Linked DNA regions of Pan troglodytes: region 2 is linked to region 1. A link is a contact called in public Hi-C data. All regions are on one chromosome and are shown on one strand. Each heading gives the region's core, a stretch centred on a gene start, on an enhancer-like site or on the middle of the called end of the contact. The rest is flanking DNA. Distances are from core to core; before and after follow the strand shown. Region 1 holds the start of SPRY4 (sprouty RTK signaling antagonist 4). Region 2 holds the start of FGF1 (fibroblast growth factor 1).

What was found. A called contact is a pair of places that touch in the nucleus more often than the background predicts.
Region 2: a contact with region 1 is called in a Hi-C map of induced pluripotent stem cells, with 2.7 times the contacts expected there. The contact joins the promoter of FGF1 here to the promoter of SPRY4 in region 1. A contact is called at or near these places in 3 of 7 Hi-C or Micro-C datasets (induced pluripotent stem cells and stem cell-derived neural progenitor cells) and 1 of 1 other capture datasets (stem cell-derived neural stem cells).

What each region holds. Positions count from the first base shown.
Region 1 is chr4:140,040,857-140,045,361 of NHGRI_mPanTro3-v2.0_pri, forward strand. SPRY4 (sprouty RTK signaling antagonist 4) reads right to left here and starts at 2,681. Exons shown (of 4, transcript XM_527058.8): 1 at 2,579-2,681; 2 at 752-938. It overlaps LOC104006586 (a long non-coding RNA gene), which reads left to right and starts at 1,091. Exons shown (of 4, transcript XR_010157338.1): 1 at 1,091-1,277.
Region 2 is chr4:140,412,937-140,417,109 of NHGRI_mPanTro3-v2.0_pri, forward strand. It overlaps FGF1 (fibroblast growth factor 1), which reads right to left and starts at 1,838. Exons shown (of 3, transcript XM_024356768.3): 1 at 1,714-1,838. All of the region lies in intron 3 of LOC107974888 (a long non-coding RNA gene), which reads left to right.

The sequences.
Region 1 (4,505 bases), core at 1,431-3,930:
ATAGGGAGGTACAGGGTGGCCGAGGAGCCTCAGGCCTTACAGAGGCCAGGCAAGAAAAAGTCAACTGCAAGGCAGTTGCATAGCATAAAATGCGGCAGCGGAGCAAAGGTCAGACGGCGAGGAACCGCCTCGCCAAGGAGAGGGAGTAGGAATGCCCAGTCCTGAGCCAGCCCCTCGCTGACCATCGAGGGAGAGGCAGAAGGGGAGGGAATTCAGTCCGTCACGGCTCCGAAGAGAAAGAAAAAATCTACGTCGAGCATAGGCCGCTACGGCGGGCTGGGAGATACACGGCAAAGCTGGCACCGTGGGCACCGAGCTGGGAGGTGGGCGAGCCGCCCAGAGCGAGGGCGCCCCCCGACCCAAACGGTGGCTCCTGACCAAGCCCAGAGACGCCCGTTCCAGCGTTCGAGGCGGATGGTGGCAGGAGAAGGAAAGAGGCCAGGCCAGAGGCAAACTCCCGGGACACGCACGGGGCTTCCCGAGTCTCAGAGGGCGGGGAAGCCGGGCTTGGCAATGCCCAGGGGTCGGAAACGGCGGTGCCAGGCTGTGAACACCCCCGGCGCCGTGCCGGCCGGGCCGAGGGCGTCAGGGAGCTGCGGCGCACCGCAGCGACTCAAGGAGGCGCAGGCTGAGGGAAGGAACACTGAGGCGCGCCTAGAAATAGCGCACCATTTGCCCCAGCCCAAGAGGGGAGTCGCGTCGCGGCTCAGAGCGGGGCAGTTTCAGATCTCCAAACCGGCCATGGACTTACTTTGAGGAGCTGCAGGGTCACAAGCATCGCCCCACGTCTGTGTAAATCCTGGAGCCGGAGCAGGTTAGCCGCCGCTGTACTCGCAGACGCCGGTCGGAGGAACCGGCAAGGCTCCCTGCGCTCCACAGCGCCAGCTCCGCGCTGTCAGCTCAGCTCGGTACCTCCGCGGCGATGTTGCAACCACTGCCTGGGAAAATGGCTTTTTTATGAATGGGAGGGAAGGGAGCGCCAGTGCGCACGCGTGCCGTTCGCGATTCTATGAATGGGTGGGCACAACAGACCCTGAGCGCGCATGCGCTCCGCTCCTTTTTTTATGAATGGGGGGCGGGAAAAGATCTTAACCCGTGATTGCTGGGACTGGCTCAAGCTCCACCAGGAGCCGTCGTTCTTTTACAAAGAGGGGTGGAGGTTCCAGTGGAGGTTGTTGTTGCCTTTTTTTTTTTTTTTAAATGAATGGAGGGCGGCGGCGACTGCTGCAGCTGGGCCAGCTGCGCGGGCTGCACCCCCTCCCAGCCTGCGAGAGGAGGTAAAGGCCACCTTCACGCCACTGCGGGCCTGGGCAGGAACCGTCAGTGTCGCTGGGGGGTGGGGGGCGCTGCGGCCTCCGGATCCCGGGTTGAGAGCAGGGTGGGGGAGGACACACCTAGATCTGGGGATCTCTGCCCCCCGCAGGCAGTCAAAAGGGGGGGGCGGGAGGACCCCTACTGGGGGCCTTCTCTTGCTCTAGGCCAGAGACGCCAGGCGGGAGGGGTCTTGAAGCTGCGTTTACCAAAAATTAGGAAAATGTCCATCATTCATATCAAAGGGTGGGGTGAGGATTGGTGAGTGAATCTGGTTCTTTTTCCTGAGGCTGAATCTCTCGTGAGTGCTGGCCGCCCCTCCCCCCATTTCTTGGGTGTAGACAGTGACTGGGCCCAGGCCTCTTCCGGCTCCAGTACCCCCCGGGGCGATTCTGGCAACTCAGCCAGAGGAAGCCTGGCCCTCGCCTCCCAGCGTTCCCCCAGCCCCCCGCCCCAGTGCAATGTCCGCAGTGCCCGGGCGTCTGCCCGCTCTCTGTCGCCCTAGCTAGGTGTCCTCTCTCTGTCCCAGTCGGTTTCCCAGCCCTCACAGGACGCTGGCCTGAGGAGCCTCGGTCCACCGAAGGCCCACGGCCCTTCGCTGTTGTAGGCGCCTTTCCCCAATATCCCCCACCTCTCACCAGCCTCCCCTCCGGGGAAGTGGGAGCGGCCGAGAACTGGCCAGGTGGATGGGTGGAGCCGGCTGCGCCGAGGATGCTGCCGGGGTGGCCTCAGGATTAAATAACAACGGGGCTCTTGAGCCGCAGAGGAAATGGAAATGGCTGGGGATCCTTTCTTTGCTGTTAATGATGGTGGCGTTGGGGGGCGGGGGTGAGGATCAGCTCAAGCCGGTGAAAGAAAAGCCCCCGCCATTAGGCCTGACTCCAGGAAGGCGGGGAGCCCTCGCAGCAGGCCCTGCTCCTCCCTGGAACGGAGGAGCCTGTAGCCTCCGGGAAGTCCGGGGCGGGGGGTGGCTTTGAGGCGTGGATAAGAGCAGAGTCTGGGCCAGGGCTTGGCCCTGAGTCCCTTGTAAGATCTGTCTTGCCGCTGTTCTGGCCTCACGGGGAGATTGTGTGGCAGTCTTTTTCTTCCTACGCCACTATAGGATTGTGCTTGGCTGTTGTCAGAGGAACCAATGAAAGGCTCCCAGCCCAGGGCTGAGGTCTGGCCTAGGGCTGGGGCTGGGACTCTAGAGACAGGCAGCCCAAGGTCACCGAGTCCTAGCCTAAAATGCCTTCTCACCATTCGGCTCACCTCTCCGTGTACTTACCCAGCTCCTGAGGGCAGAGCAGACTCTCCCCTAGGGAACCTCAGCCTTCCTTTCAGGGGCGAGACCTTTCTCTAAGACCAAGAGAACTCTTCGCCAGAAAAATGGGTACAGCTGTGCAGGACTTCCTTTTAAGGGTGTTGAAGTTAAGTATCGCCCTCTCTGTCAGCTGTAGGAACTGAGGCCAAGGGTCCTGCACCGGGTATATGGAAGAGCTGGTAAATTGTAGCACTGATTTTCTAGGTCTTTGCAACCTGGCTTTGCTACCAACCCTTCTCAGCATCACAGACCTAAAAACCTGTTTCTCGCATGTCATTTAAGCATTTTAAACAATGAAAGCTGAAGCAGTAATTTTCCAGCTGGTGCTCACCCATGGCCCTTGCTGAAACAATTAGAAGGATGGGAATAAATAAATCTTAAATCTATGGCAGAAAAGGAGGATTGGAGGAGCCGCGGGGAGGGGGGTTGCTATCCTGTTTTCTTTATTAGAGAAACTCAGGAGACAGACAGGATTACATTTCATAGTCTTTCTCAGCTTCCCTGAAAGAGAATGCGAGGAGACCCCAGCCTGTGGTGGGGAGAAGGAGGAGCTCCCAATCTTGAGCTGGGAGGGGCCTCTGATGCTTAAGTACAGCGAGATTCAGAGCGTCTAGAAGGGCTCTGGAGGTCATATTCTGGTTGTGCTTGGAACCTAAGCTGAGGAATGGTTTGGAGCAGCAGTTATGAAAATTTCATTCATTCATTCATTCATTCACTCATTCATTGATCGATTCTGTAGTGGGGCCTGCCCTGACTCTGGAGACTCAGTGGTGAGGGACAGACAGCCCTCCCTGCCCTTGTGAAGCTCACAGTCTTTTGAAAAGACAGACAGACAGACAGACTGCAACATGAGGTTCTAAGTGCTAGGAGGGAAATGAGCTTTCTCTGGGGTATGTTGCTTGCCGGGGAGGTGGGGGATGGTGGAAGGAGCTGATTCTGATTTGGTCATCAGGGAATGTCTCTGAGAGGGCGGCTTCTAGTTGTGAGTTGAGACCCAAAGACTGAGAAGTGAATCTGAGGGAGGACTGGAGAAACATCTCAGGCAGAGGGAGCATGGGTGGAGGCCGTGTGTGGGAAAAGCCTGGCATATTAGAGGTACTGACAGAAGGCCTCTGTGGCCACAGCTTTATGAGCAAGTTTGAAGTGAGCCTGGTGAGGAATTCAGATGTCATCCTATTAAGGATTTTAAGCAAGGTCTGACACATTCTGATTTGTGTTTTAAACCTCTCCAGCAGCCCTGGGGCCACAGTTTAGGGGGTGAGGGGACAGAACGAAAGGTGGTTGGGGAATGCAGAGCATTTGCTCCATTGCAGGGTGAAGACATCATGTTCCTTCTTTAGGATTGGGTGGCCGGTAGGCCTGTGCTGGATTTGTTTTTCTGCTTCATCTGACTCTGTTCATTCCAAAGCTACTCGATGTCTTCCCCAGGTATAACTTTCCTGCTAGAGGCACATCCTAACAACCTTGCATTCCTGCCAGGGCTAATGACAATCTTTTACCCTGATTCCAATAAAAACAGCCTCACTCCCACCAGATTGTGGCCAGGGGAGTAGAGTAGGTTCAGTTTTGAGCTTTGTTCTTTTATTAATCTCCTAGGCTTGCTAGGACCTGGAGTTAGTGGGATTGAGGAGAGGCAGGAATTCCAATTCAATGACAGTCACTTCTGGAGCACTTACTGTATGCCAGTTGTATGTGCAGCATGTTTTCATATGTAAAATTGTTTCAAAAAGCTGGGTCTTTGGCTGGGTGCGGTGGCTCATGCCTGTAATCCCAGCACTTTGGGAGGCTGAGGCGGGTGGATCACAAGGTCAGGAGTTCAAGACCAGCCTGGCCAAGATGGTGAAACCCCGTCTGTACTAAAAATACAAAAAAATTAGCCGGGCATGGCGGC
Region 2 (4,173 bases), core at 588-3,087, 370 kb after region 1:
AGGGAAGCACCTGTTCTTGTACAGTGCTGTGCTAGTAGGATGTCAGCTGGGAGCTGCTGCAGCCATGTGGCCTTCACAATGGGCAGGTCTTCCTGGAAACAGAAGGACGCAGGGGAGGCAAAGCCAAGAAATGGAAAGACAGCTTCACGATGCCATCATCTAGGCCCCTGGATCTCATGATACCAAAACCTTGCTTTTTCAGGCACATCAGTTAATAAAAAAATCCTCTTGGCCGGGCGCGGTGGCTCACGCCTGTAATCCCAGCACTTTGGGAGGCCGAGGCGGGCGGATCACGAGGTCAGGAGATCGAGACCATCCTGGCTAACACGGTGAAACCCCGTCTCTACTAAAAATACAAAAAATTAGCCGGGCGTGGTAGCGGGCGCCTGTAGTCCCAGCTACTCGGGAGGCTGAGGCAGGAGAATGGCGTGAACCCGGGAGGCGGAGCTTGCAGTGAGCCGAGATTGCGCCACTGCATTCCAGCCTGGGCGACAGCGAGACTCCGTCTCAAAAAAAAAAAAAAAGAAAAAAGAAAAAATCCTCTTTTTGCCTAAATCTCTTCAAACTGGGTTTCAGTCCATGGTTACTAAATGAATCCTGACTTATTCAAGTAATGACCTTGTTCCTACCAGAATTTTGTTGGTTGCTTCTTAGCATGGGTATTTGTAGTCCATAGCCTAGGGGCAGACTACATCCAGGATAACAGTTTGTGTGTGGAAGTGATAGTGGCGTCTATCCATATCCCTAAATGGATATAGGTACATGTTCTATGAGGAGGCATTATAGGGGAGACCGAGGCTGCAAAATCTGTTTCTCCTCTTTGTCTCTGAAGTCTGTGTACAGAGCAATTTTCCCCAAACCCCTGATTTTATTCCTCTTGTTTTCAACCAGAGAAAGGAATACTTGAATCTGTTAAGTATGTTTTGCAGGGCTCTAAGAAATCAGGAAGAGATGGGGAAGGGAGGTGATGGGGAAAAAGAGGCTCTGCATGTCTCATTTTTGTTTTTTCCTTTTTGCCAACGACAAAGAATCAGCTGGCATCCTTTTATTTTCTATTTCATGCAGTGCTTTTTAAAATGAAGCATTAAGTCTACTGTAATGGGATTTGTCTAATGATTTCCTGGTAAACATCTTCTTGGATCTCAGCAAAGATAATTCACTTAGTAGGAACCATTTCCTGCTTCCCCACTAAGAACCAGACCTACCCAGTTCTTTCTGGGAGTGAATTGGCCTTTGAATGAGAGAAGGCAGTACAGGAATATTTCACTCTAACATTCATCACATAGACTCAAGCTTGCCACAGACCCAGATCAGGGAGGAGAAAAGGAAGGCGGGGGTGAGGGAGAACGTTCATGCTGAGCACAACATGAAGCCAAGCAGAAAGTCTGTAGCAATCTGAGCCCTTTGCAGAAACAGATGCACTCACCTCTTTGCCTTGGCTCTGGGGTGCTTTCTTTCTGGGGCAGTGACAGCTTCTGCAATGTCCACACTGTTCTACCAGGACGGCTGCAGGCAGGCTGCTGCAGGAGGAAGGGAGTTCCCATTCACCATCAGAAGGGAGTGTCCTCCCAGAAAAGGAGGCGATGCCCTGATTCCCCTGGAGCGAAGGCTGTTGGATCCACTTGTCCTCTCTCTCCTGCTCCCTTTCTGGTATGAATGGAGCTCAGAGAAACCCCATGAGAAGAGCTGAGTGAAACCACACACCATACCCACCTGTTAGTAGGTTGGCCTCCTAGCCTTGGGGATCCTGGAGAGGAAGGCTGCGGAGTGGGTCATGAGGCACTTGGGCCCCTACAAGTGCAGCTGACACTGGTATGCCCACAGAAAGGCCAAGGACAAGCACTGTGTATTTATTTCTCCCCCTCTCATGTGATCTTATTTTTGGACTGGACACAAAAGCTATTTGGGGGCTGGACAGCTGCCAGGTGAAAGGACAGTGATCTCATCCGAGTTCTCTCCATGCCTCTCTCTGCACTAGTCCCTGTTACCTTTCCCTATATGAGGCAGAAGGGAGCGGGTTTTGCTCTGAGCCTTACTTTCAGTACATCCGAGCAATGTGTCCAACTTATCATTTTTCTTCAATTAGCTGATTGCTACCCTTTGAGGTTTCACAGAGGATCAATGTAATGAACGAAGTCCTTACTTTTATGTCTGAGGCAGGTGAGTATTTCTGAGTCTGGTGGTCGTGTCGCACAGTCATCATACACACTATTTTAGATGCAAAGATCCTCTTTTCAACACCAGGATGGGAGCCCCAACCCTGAAAGGCAGATGTGGGCAACGCCACAGAGCTAGGCTCTCAATGTGTTGATTCTGCCTTCTGTCCTGGCTGTTTCTGCCTCTGGCTCCTAGGCTTGTAAAACTTACAACACTGAGACAGTTTGATTTTTCACCTCTGATCCTTCCTCTTCAGACATGAATGGAAAGTTTTGAAAATGTCATGCCTGGCAAGATGCCAATTCAATATCGTCCTTTTCACCATTATCACTGTTATTTACTGGGCTCTTTCTTGCTGAATGCCCTTCATTTGAGGAGTACTTCCGCATTCTTGTATTTAATCCTCACAACACCGCTGCCAGGAGGGTAAGATTGCTCCTATTTGATATCCAGGGAAGCTGAGGTTTGGAAAGGCTCCTTACCTAACCTTTGGAGAGGGTAGAGTGGGATGGGAACTCCCGACTGTCTGAGCTCTTGGCCACTTTGCCCTACCGTCTCCTGAAGATGTGAATCGTTGACATTTCACTGTTGTTTTCACTTCATAAGAGGGAAAACAAAACCCTTAGGGTTGATTCAGACCCACAACTTCAATCCTTGATTTCTGTTCCAAATCCAGTTATTGAAGGGGAGAGAAAATAAGGTTTTCATCTGTTTACAGTCCCAGGCCCTGGTTCTAGGTACAGGATGGAGTCTCTGGCCGCCATTCTCGTTGGAGCCATTTTCCTGTGAATAATTCGTTGTGCAAACACACACACCAGAGAGGACTGGGCTGGGCCGCCCAGGCCGGGTTCCCACTGTATCCAAGCTGGACTGCACTTTCCACTAACCTGAGAAAGAGACAGAGAGATTGAACCAACAGCTTGTCCAACACTGCCCTCTGCAGGTCACTAGGCTGCATTACCCCAGATGGGAGTCTGCAAGGCTTTCCAAAGAGGAGGGCCACACCAAGGATTATTTTTAGACAATCAGTTAGTTCTCCATTTCTGCAGCTATTCTTTCCTAAACCTGGTTTGCCTGAGCACGTGTCTGTGTTCATAACCCTTCCCCTACTGTATGAAAGGAAATCATACCTGTCAGTCTTCACAAGTCTTAATAAGGTGCCATTGCCCCAAGTATAAAAATATCAAAGTTCCCAAACTAGGAACTTCCTTTAATACTTTAATTCAGTCTTTTTAAATGATTAATTAGGCATTTTTTAATTCAACAACTTTGCTTTTCCTTCCTTGAATATTGAGGGACAGAACTGTGGAAGCAAATCAAAGAGAATATTAGAAATAATAACAGATTAATAGGTACACTTAAAGAATGATGCCACAGTTTAATTTTTTGTTTGTTTGTTTGAGACAGAGTCTCGCTCTGTTGCCCAGGCTGGTGTGCAATGGTGCAATGTTGGCTCACTGCAACCTCCACCTCCTGAGTTCAAGAGATTATCCTGCCTCAGCCTCCTGGGTAGCTGGGATTACAGGCGCCTGCCACCACGCCTGGCTAATTTTTGTGTTTTTGGTAGAGATGGGGTTTCATCAGTTTGAGGCTGGTCTCACACTCCTGATCTCAGGTGATCCACACACCCTGGCTTCCCAAAGTGCTGGGATTACAGGCATGAGCCACCACACCTGGCCCACAGTTTAATTTTTAAATTCCAGCTTTATAATATATTAGAAATTATGCTCTTGAAACCATATAAACTTAATGATGAAAATTAATATAAATGTTTAAATGTGGGTATATGTAACATTGTTTTTCAAAATTGTTTTAGAAGGTACAAGAACAATTTGTGAAGTCTGCTGTACCCTTGGGCTGGCTATTGCTGACTGATATTAGGTTGCCATCTATCCATCCATTCATCCAGCCATTCCGCAAATACCCATTGAGCACCTACTGTGTGCCAGGCCTTGTTTTAGGCACTAGATATAAAAATAGTGAGCAAAAAATGGCATGTTCCATGGCAAATTCTTA